Regions from separate parts of the Mus musculus genome. Here region 1 is linked to region 2. Evidence: chromatin contacts called from public HiChIP or PLAC-seq data. All regions are on one chromosome and are shown on one strand. Each heading gives the region's core, a stretch centred on a gene start, on an enhancer-like site or on the middle of the called end of the contact. The rest is flanking DNA. Distances are from core to core; before and after follow the strand shown.

Region 1 (4,826 bases), core at 2,087-4,586, 91 kb after region 2:
CTGGAACCTTAGTGTCTCCATTTGTAGAGTGGCGACCTTAAGCTCAGGATGGTAGTGTGTGTCTGTAATCTCAGACTATGGAAAATGGAGGTCGGAGGATCAGGAGTCCAAGATCATCCTTGGAGACATGCTGAGTTTGAGGCCAGCCTGGGCTACAAGAGACCCTGTCCCCAAACAAAAAGAATGAAGCTATGAATGTTTCTCAGCCCAGGAGGTTATTGTGGGGGGTCAAATGAGTTAACATATATATAAAGTCTTTCAGACAGAGCCTGGCATATGGTAAATGTTTAATGAATATTAACTAAAGTGAACTTGAGTTATGAACTGCCATAATTCATGCCCGTTTTACCTGTAGCCACTGAACTTGTTGGCCACCTCCTCTAGACCATTGATGGACCCTCAGACGTGTTTTGTTTTTTTTTTTTAAATTGTGCGAGTGGCTGTCTTGTGCACGTCATCCCACACATGTGGAGGTCAGAGGTCAACCCAACTTCCTCTCCTCTTCCATGTGTGTTCCAGGGGCAGAACTCGCTCCTCAGGCTTGGCAGCAAGCAGCTGCACCCACTGAGCCGTCTCGTTGGTCTGCCCTGTGTGCTCTAAACTACAAAAGAGATTTGAAAACCACACCAGGTAGAAACTACGAAATCACCAGTGTTTGGCCAGTTTTGATCTACACCAAGGAAGCTTCAACTGTTCAGACACCTAAGTGAACAAATACCCATGATGCAATGATGGAAAGAGGGTAAGGGGAAGAAGCTGGAGAGGAGGGGGCAGCCCTCTACAGGGGACCAAAGCCCTCTACAGGTGGCCGTTTAAAGACTTTTGGTGGGTATTAACTATAAGGTTGACAATTAGAATTAATCTAAATGGTCGACTTAGGGAATGGAATAAGCTCTGGGAATACTGGTGAGAAATGAGATTAAATTCATTGATGTGGGAAAACCCACCCTAAAGTGGGCTGTGCCATCCTCGGTACTGAGGTCAGGGACTGAATAAATGGGAGAAAGCAAGCTGCGCCCTGGTCTTCCCTTGTCTCTCTGTAAACCACGTAGCCAGCTCTCTCTGACGCCCACTGCCCGTGGGACCTACTGCTCAAGCTGAGACAAAGGAACTCCTTTCTCCCTGCAGTTGCCTGCGTCAGGGATTTTACCGCAGCCGCAAGGGAAGTAAGGACTACGCTGGCCACTTAACCCAGCATTTCTCAACCTGTAGGTCATGACCCCCTTTCATAAGGGTCGAATATCAGATATCCTGGACAGTGGATATTTATATTATGATTCATAACAGCAGCAAAATTATAGTTATGAAGTAGCAAGAAAAATAATTGTATGGTTGGGGTCACCTCAACGTGAGGAACTGTGTTAAAGGGTCGAAGCATTAGGAAAGTGGAGAACTACTGTTTTAATTCTCACAGCTTCTGGGAGGTGTCCCATCCCAATAGCTTCATGGAATTCCCCTTCCCTCCAGCCTCGGTTTGTTTGTTTATTTGTTTGTTTGTTGCAGTATAAACCTTGCTTCCTTTTCCCTGAAAGGAAAGGCCTCTTAGGGTTAAAAAAGCCTACACTTTGGACATGTTTGGGACTCTCAGACTTGAAATTTCCTAAAACGTGCCTGTTTCCAGTGTGGGCATGGGGGACCCAGGTAGGCATCTCTAGGTGAGTATCCATGAGTGGACGTTTGAGAGTCTTCTGGGCAATGAGAGGGGACTTCTCAGCCACTCGGTGGAGTGATCAATGTGGCTTTATCAAAAGGAGAACAAGGGGCTGGTGAGATGGCTCAGTGGGTAAGAGCACCCGACTGCTCTTCCGAAGGTCCAGAGTTCAAATCCCAGCAACCACATGGTGGCTCACAACCATCCGTAACAAGATCTGACTCCCTCTTCTGGTGTGTCTGAAGACAGCTACAGTGTATTTACATATAATAAATAAATAAATCTTTAAAAAAAAAAAGTGGAGTGCCCCGCCCGTCGACCATGGGGCACAGTCACCTGTGCCAAATATCCTTTCCTACCTTCCCCTTGCATCTCGCACAGAGGATGTGCCGCATCACACGGACACCACCAACACTTCTTTCTGCACTAGGGACATAAATCACACGCCTCATGCTCCCACCCCCAACCAAGCCCACACGGGCTACTGCACAGAGCATGTGCCAAACACACACCAGCTACAGGTCTCAGCAACACCCCCCATCAGACAAAGAACTCATCACCACAGCCAGTAACAGCTTTATACCAATCACACACCAAGAGTCTCTTCCCTGCCCCCCACACCAATATATCAGACTCACTTGAAAAACACAACTCAGGTTTTTGCCAGAGAATTCATGGTTCACTGAACACCATGCATATTGTCTTATTTCCACCCAAGAGAATTGGGGGGAGGGGGTGCGACCTCCATATTTCCTGCATCTAACAGCATTACTCGTGCAGTCTAAAGTGTACACACCCATCTCTATGTATCTTACAAACACATTACGTCTTCCTACACGGAGCAACTGAAACCCAGCAGACAGACAAACGTACCAGCAGACCCACTGTGCACAAAGACATCTGATCACACTTAAGCTGCACCTCAACACACACAACATATACACAACATACTCAGTGACTTCTGGGTCGGTCCAGCATGAACAACCACGCCTGCGTGCCCGGGGCTGAAACTCAGCTCCTAAACTCCAGAAGACCCTGCAATCCCAGGTAATCTGGGACAATTAATCTTCATTTGACACATTGCTCACATGGACACATGGCTGGTGTGGCTGGGTCCCTGTGACAGAATCTGAGATGCTGGAGGGTGGGGAAGCAGGGAATGGGGGAGGGGTACGGGATAGAGTGAGGGGTGCCAGTGACTCAGAGAACACAAAGTACCAAATCATTGTCCCCTTTGACCCCTTTGACTAGAGGGGAGTCACACGTGGCTCACAGATACAGGGATGTGCTGTCAAAAAGAAAACAGAAAAGAAGGCTTAAGCACACTTGCCTGCCTTTGGGGGTTGGCTCTGGGCTATGCTTTATCTCACCTGATCCTTTACAAAACCTGTGGGGAGGCTGGCATAGCATGGTACTCACTACGATGATCAGATCTGGGAGAAGTCTCCTGTCCCTGAGTTTCCTCCACCCAGACTTCTCCATCTGGCAGGGCTGTCTATACATCTCTCACTCCAGAACTCACCCATCCTGACAGAGACACTGTGGCTGGAACCAAAAGACCACCTGTCTTGAGCCACCACCTTCAAAAGCCTTTCATTCCGTCCTAATGGGCCCAGGCGCCCAGGCTGCCCCACCCTGGGGCGGGATTAGCTCCCTGGAGCTGTTTAAGGCACATCAAAAGAGTGCCTCTCACTAAAATAGCTCTCTGGGGCCCTGCCTGCTAGCCTGAAATTATACCAGGGGACTGTTCTGTCTGGTAAAAAGCATCCTACAGCCCGAAAGGTCCCTGCTCTAAATGCACCTGTGTCCTTGGGAGGCACTCCCAGGCCACAGCCTCCAACCCCCTCCCCTCATTGTATCGCGGTCATCTAGGTCATCTACGCACTTGCACAAACATCACAGAAAGTCCCGCGCGCTGTTGGCTTCCTGTGGAAATAGAGCCCAGGGTGGAGGGCTGGAGAAGGGCACAGACTGACTTGGAGACAGGGGTGTGGAGAATGGAAGCCAAGAGGGATGGGTCAAACTCTTGGCAGGTCTTGGCAGAGGTAGAGAAGCCCCCTGGGAGGAAGAAGGGCTGTTCAAAGATCCCAGGAGGTAGAAGGGGGTGGGCTGTAAAGGATGAGTGGGTTTGGGGTGAAAGTGAGGATATATGCCTGGGAGGAGTCCATTTATAGGGTCACTCTAGGGCATCATCGACTCTGGAAACTCAGTGTTTGCAGTAGAGAACATGACCTATTTACTGCCGAAGAGAAAGAAAAGCCTTTGCACAGTAAAGAGTCGGAGACAGTTTGTAACACTGGCTGGAAAGATAGAGGCTACTGTTGTCCTCTGCGGTCTCCAGGGTTACTTGCCTTTCTTCTGGAACCTCCCAGTACTTCCTACAACGAACTTGGAACATGATCTCTTTCCACAGAGCCAGGGATAAAACGCAGGGTCTTGCACACGCCAGCCCACAGTTCCCTACACGCTCCTGCGTTAAGATTTTATTTTTTGAGACCTGAGAGCTAGCTCTCAGGCTGGCCTGGAACTTGTAGCCAAGGATGACCTTGATAGGATCTTTCTATCTCAGCTTCCGGAGTGCTAGGATTAGAGGCGTGCACCATCACATCCGGCTTATGAGCTGCTTGGTGAATGGTAAGCAGGCACACCATCTGAGTTGCATATGAAATATCATTAAATATCATAAAAATATTTAGAAGAGGGCTCACTGGCTATTAAGTCCTTGTCAAATTCATAAGCCACGGTCGTCACACTCAGATGGTTCTAATAATTCAAGGTAGCCCAGGTCTGCAGCTCAGCGCAAGGATCACACGCTGTAGGGCTACATTGTGTGGGTTCAAATTTGTCCTTTGTGGCTGTGTGATTGGGCAAGTGGCTCGGCCTTTCTGTGTTTTGCTGTGCCCTTTGTAAACGCAATGGTCGCAGTACTTGTAAAGCTCACCTGAGCTACTGCGCGTGTGCGAACGCTGGGCGGTGCAGCTGGAGCCGGGTAATCGCAGCCTGAGCATCAGCTGAGGCTTGTCATTAGTGGTTAAGATAAGAGCTCGGCTGCTGGAGCCAGCCTGTCTGGGTTCAAATCCTTGCTCAGTCTCTGTCTGGCTTGGGAAGTAACTTCATCTCTATCTGTACCTCAATTTCCTAATCTGTAAAATGGGGATGAAAGTCACAGTACATC
Region 2 (4,516 bases), core at 1,522-4,021:
TTCCTTCACGCCTGGCTCTTTATATGCATCCTAGGAATCAAGCCCGGGTCTTCATGCTTGCAGGGCAAGAGCTTTACCCACTGAGCCATCTCCTCAAGCCTCAACTGTGACTTAGTATGCTTTCCTGTGTTCTGATACTGCTCAAGTAGAAAGACAATGCTTGCAACCAAACTATTCTGGAGCTGTTCTGAGCGCTTTCATCCTGTCATCCTTGCTGCTTATGCCATGGTCACTCCAGCATCTTCCTAGCAGAGTTCTGTCCTCAACTTCTGCATTAGCACAGTTGGAAGCGCTCATCTCGCCTAGTCAGACAGCATGGGCAATACAGAAAAGTGCTGGATCTCTTCTGTACACTGCTGGGAGACGCTCTCAGGTTTCCTAAATAGTTTGGTCACCAGGGAACTCACTCACCCACCAGGTTAAGGACTGGGGCAGCTAACATCACTGTTCAAACTTACTGAAATCACTGGGCAGGCTGTGGTTCAGGTTCCTATAAAATTCTGTCCTGTGTGCTTTTTTCAGGCCTGTGCAAAGGCCAAAGTCGGAAAGTTTCACATGGCCCTGTGGGGGAAGGGGAAACAAGGGATGTGTGGACTCCTGGACAGGCAGACATTGTTACCTTCCAGCACCCATTACACCTCCGCCAACAGACTTCTCCTACCCAGCTTACTACAAGGAAAAACACACAGCAACAAATTTAAACAGATTTCCAGCGAAGTGTGTGGCCCATGTCTTTAATCCCAGCACTTGGGAGGCAGAAGCAAGGAGATCTGAGTTTGAGGCCAGCCTGGTCTACAGAGAGTTCCATTTCAGCCAGGGCTACCTAGAGAAACCAATTAAATATTGAAGCCAGACATGGTAGCCCATACCTTTAATTCTAGCACTGGAGACAGAAGTAGGTTGATTTAGGCCAGCCTGGTCTACATAGTGAGACCTATCTCAAAAACAAAAAAATCCCAACCAGAAATCACTCACTGGTCATGTTTCAGTTATGAGACCGCACATTACATTTCTTCTTTGTGTCAGACAGTGGTGGCCCACGTCTTGAAACCCTGTCTCAAAACAAAACAAAACAAAAAAAACAAGAAAAAAAAAACAAAACACCCAAGCCAAACAAACAAACAAACAAACAAAAAAAAACCAAACAAACATTTCTTCCTTATAACTGTGTCTTGTTCTAATTTTTTACTATATGAGACTATTCTTTTTTTTTTCCTTTCAAGATTTATTTATTTATTATATGTAAGTACACTGTAGCTGTCTTCAGACACTCCAGAAGAGGGCATCAGATTTTTTTGTTACGGATGTTTGTGAGCCACCATGTGGTTGCTGGGATTTGAACTCGGGACCTTCAGAAGAGTAGTCGGCGCTCTTAACCACTGCGCCATCTGGCCAGCCCGAGACTATTCTTTTTTATTAGCATATATTACTTATGCAAAACGATGGGCTTCAGATTGACATTTTCATATCTGTACAAAAGGGAACCATATGTAGCCAATTCTTTGGCTTGTCTCCCTCTTCGTTTTTCTCTTCGTTCAGTGGCCTGGAACTTGCCTGTTTAGGCTAGGCAGGCTGGGCACTAGCCCCATGGTCCCCCCGCCCCCCTCCTCAGTGCTGACATCACCTCTGTGCGCCTTCCTTCATGCCTGGCTCTTTATATGCATCCTTACAGAACAGAACTGCTGACACAAAATATTATCTGACCAGCCTCCTGCCCTCATGGCACAGCAAGTAAAGTTTCCACAGAAAGACAAGAATCCTGGGCCTTCCAAAGACACCTAGAAGATTACCAAAAGAAACAGTGGTGTACACCTTTGATCCCAGCACTCAGAAGGCAGAGGCAGGCAGATCTCTTTTGGAAGTCTGGTCTACAGAGTGAGTTCCAGGAGACCCAGGCTACACAGAGAAACCCTGTCTCTAAAGTAAAGGAAGAGGAGAGGGGAGGGAGAGGGAGAGGGAGAGGGAGAGGGAGAGGGAGAGGGGAGAGGGGAGAGGGGAGAGGGGAGAGGGGAGAGGGGAGAGGGGAGAGGGGAGAGGGGAGAGGGGAGAGGGGAGAGGGGAGAGGGGAGAGGGGAGAGGGGAGAGGGGAGAGGGGAGAGGGGAGAGGGGAGAGGGGAGAGGGGAGAGGGAGAGGGAGAGGGAGAGGGAGAGGGAGAGGGAGAGGGAGAGGGAGAGGGAGAGGGAGAGGGAGAGGGAGAGGGAGAGGGAGAGGGAGAGGGAGAGGGAGAGGGAGAGGGAGAGGGAGAGGGAGAGGGAGAGGGAGAGGGAGAGGGAGAGGGAGAGGGAGAGGGAGAGGGAGAGGGAGAGGGAGAGGAGAGGAGAGGAGAGGAGAGGAGAGAAGGAAAGGAAGAAGACAGGCAGGCAGGCAGGCAGGCAGGCTGCAGCGGGAAAGATCATCACACCAGGAATAGGACGCTTTCATTACAAACAAAACATTCTGATTTACAAGTAAAACATTCTAGAATTCTAGAGCTGAAAACTTGGAAGCAGCACCACACCCATTGCAGCTGCTTGTAATCTTATGCTAATGGATCCCCAAATCAGTCTGCTGGAGAGGGACAAACCATTGAGGGAGGTAGTAACCCCGCCCCGGGATTTATTGAAAATACTAATAACACCTGTTTTCTCCCTAGTGAAACCAGTGGACACAAAGTGCAGCCAGCAGCACAGACTCTTCTTGTATCACTGAGGGAAAGCAATATAGGCTGCAGAGGCTGGGGGCTCCTCTGGGAGCTTGGTGCATGTGACACCCTGCTTTGTGGTGGACTTTGTGGCAGGCTTTTGCTGCTGCTGTCTTCCTCCTGGTGCGTCAGTAGAGGAAGGCTGCTAGATACTCAGCTCAGGGAAGATGACTGACTGTCTCTGCCATATTACAAAACTGACTTGGTTGCATTTGTGTTGTGTGCACACGAGGTCTCCTTGTAACTCAAGCTGGACTAGGAATTCCTAGCCTCCCCACTCTGCCTCCCAAGTGGTGGAAGCACCAGCATGCTTTGCCATACTATGCCCTGCTTAACTTTCTTGAGACAGAGTCTCACTTATGTAGCCCTGTCTGCCACAGATCTCCCTGTGTAGACCAGCTTGGCTTTACCTACTGAAAGCTGGGATTCAAATCGTGCCTGCTTTTTTTTAAAGGACATTAGATTAAATTACAGAATCATAGTTCAGAGACAGGATGTGATGGCAAACTTACCTGTAAAATGAACAAAAACATACAAAAGATCACTCCAAGACAGCACTGCCCAGCCGAGCAGACACGCTGGGCAGGGTGCTGTGTGCCCACATACCTTGCTGTCCAAGAGAAGGTTGTCTGGCTTGATATCTCTGTGGATGAATCCCAGCTGGTGAATGGAGTCTATGGCTAATACTGTCTCTGCTATATAAAACTGAGTCTCCTCTTCTGTCAGAGTATCTTTTTTCATCAATAAAGTCATCATGTCCCCTGGAAGCAGAAAGATACAAAGCCACCACCATACACACAGAATGCATGTACACACACACAAACACACATAGACACACACACACACGTAAAATATGAGTAAGAACCAGTTTTCAGATACATCTTCATTATCTGCCAATATAAACCAACTACACCCAACTGTGCTGTGCCCCATAAAGTCATGTACAGTGTTAACATGGGAGCAATCAGCAACAAATCTCTAATGTGTAAAGGCAAGAAAGTCACACTCAGAGAAAACCTATCTCCCACCTAAGCACTAGCTTTTAATTTCATTTTCCTCTTTGGAGAAGTGAGAATTTTTCCACAGTTACAAAGTATATTTGTTTAGGACAGTATTTTGGACCCAGGGGGAATCCACTTGGCTTTTACGTTTGCTCACGTGTCTGTGTCTGTGAAGCATCTGTCTAGAGGGAAATGGCACTTCCACACAGGGTGAACTGCTGCCTTAGAATGAAAGGTTGAGTAAAATGTAAATATTTTGGGAGATTTAAACAAGGTTCCCCCACTAACATGGGGGAGGGGGAACCCATGGGAAGAGGACTGTGGGAAGCTAGGCGGCAGTCACAATGCTGAGTCCCTCCTCTCCACTGGAATGCAGCTGCCTGACAGGTGAGGTCACTGCCCGTTCCCAAGACCACAGGGCCTTTTCCTAACACCTCCCACTATCCTCATATAACGTTTCATCGACTGACAAACTTCTCAGTGTCCTGCAAGGTGAAAATTTAAAGCTTAATACCAGCATCATAAAGCAAGAGGAAAGTAAGATTCATATCCTAAAAGTCAGCAATCAAACAAAAGCAAAGGAAATATGTAAAATAGCTAAAAGGATGGTTCAGTTTCCACCTCATGTAAAGCTACTTAGATTAGAAAGCAAGGAAGAGAGAGGCCTCTGATCCTAGCACCTCCTGCTGCCCTCTGACAGCCACTCGCTCCGCTCGCTACCTGAGGCCAGGGGCAGTGGGGAGGCCAACCCTAAGGTCACTGCAGCCTTCACTCCCAGGAGAGCAGCTGATGGATGGCCTTACTTGTGTGGGCTTGCCCATGTGATGGGACAGC

The links. HiChIP or PLAC-seq counts read pairs in DNA pulled down with a chosen protein or histone mark.
Region 1: an H3K27ac HiChIP or PLAC-seq map of embryonic stem cells shows a contact between it and region 2, with 5 read pairs. The contact joins two enhancer-like sites. A contact is called at or near these places in 1 of 484 Hi-C or Micro-C datasets (nephron progenitors), 1 of 115 datasets of contacts at active chromatin or transcription factors (embryonic stem cells) and 3 of 9 other capture datasets (adipose tissue, liver and pancreatic islet).

What each region holds. Positions count from the first base shown.
Region 1 is chr17:29,069,650-29,074,475 of GRCm38.p6, forward strand. The region is part of intron 1 of Trp53cor1 (tumor protein p53 pathway corepressor 1); the gene reads right to left. Among named protein-coding and RNA genes, the nearest start is that of Trp53cor1, 7.1 kb to the right of the region's middle. Within about 2 kb of position 3,337, at least 48 of the 459 cell types and tissues checked have an H3K27ac peak or open chromatin away from gene starts, as enhancers often do. A contact at or near this core is called in embryonic stem cells, where this site is marked.
Region 2 is chr17:28,978,745-28,983,260 of GRCm38.p6, forward strand. It overlaps Stk38 (serine/threonine kinase 38), which reads right to left. Exons shown (of 14, transcript NM_134115.3): 7 at 3,288-3,442; 8 at 459-561. Among named protein-coding and RNA genes, the nearest start is that of Stk38, 27 kb to the right of the region's middle. Within about 2 kb of position 2,772, at least 29 of the 459 cell types and tissues checked have an H3K27ac peak or open chromatin away from gene starts, as enhancers often do. A contact at or near this core is called in embryonic stem cells, where this site is marked.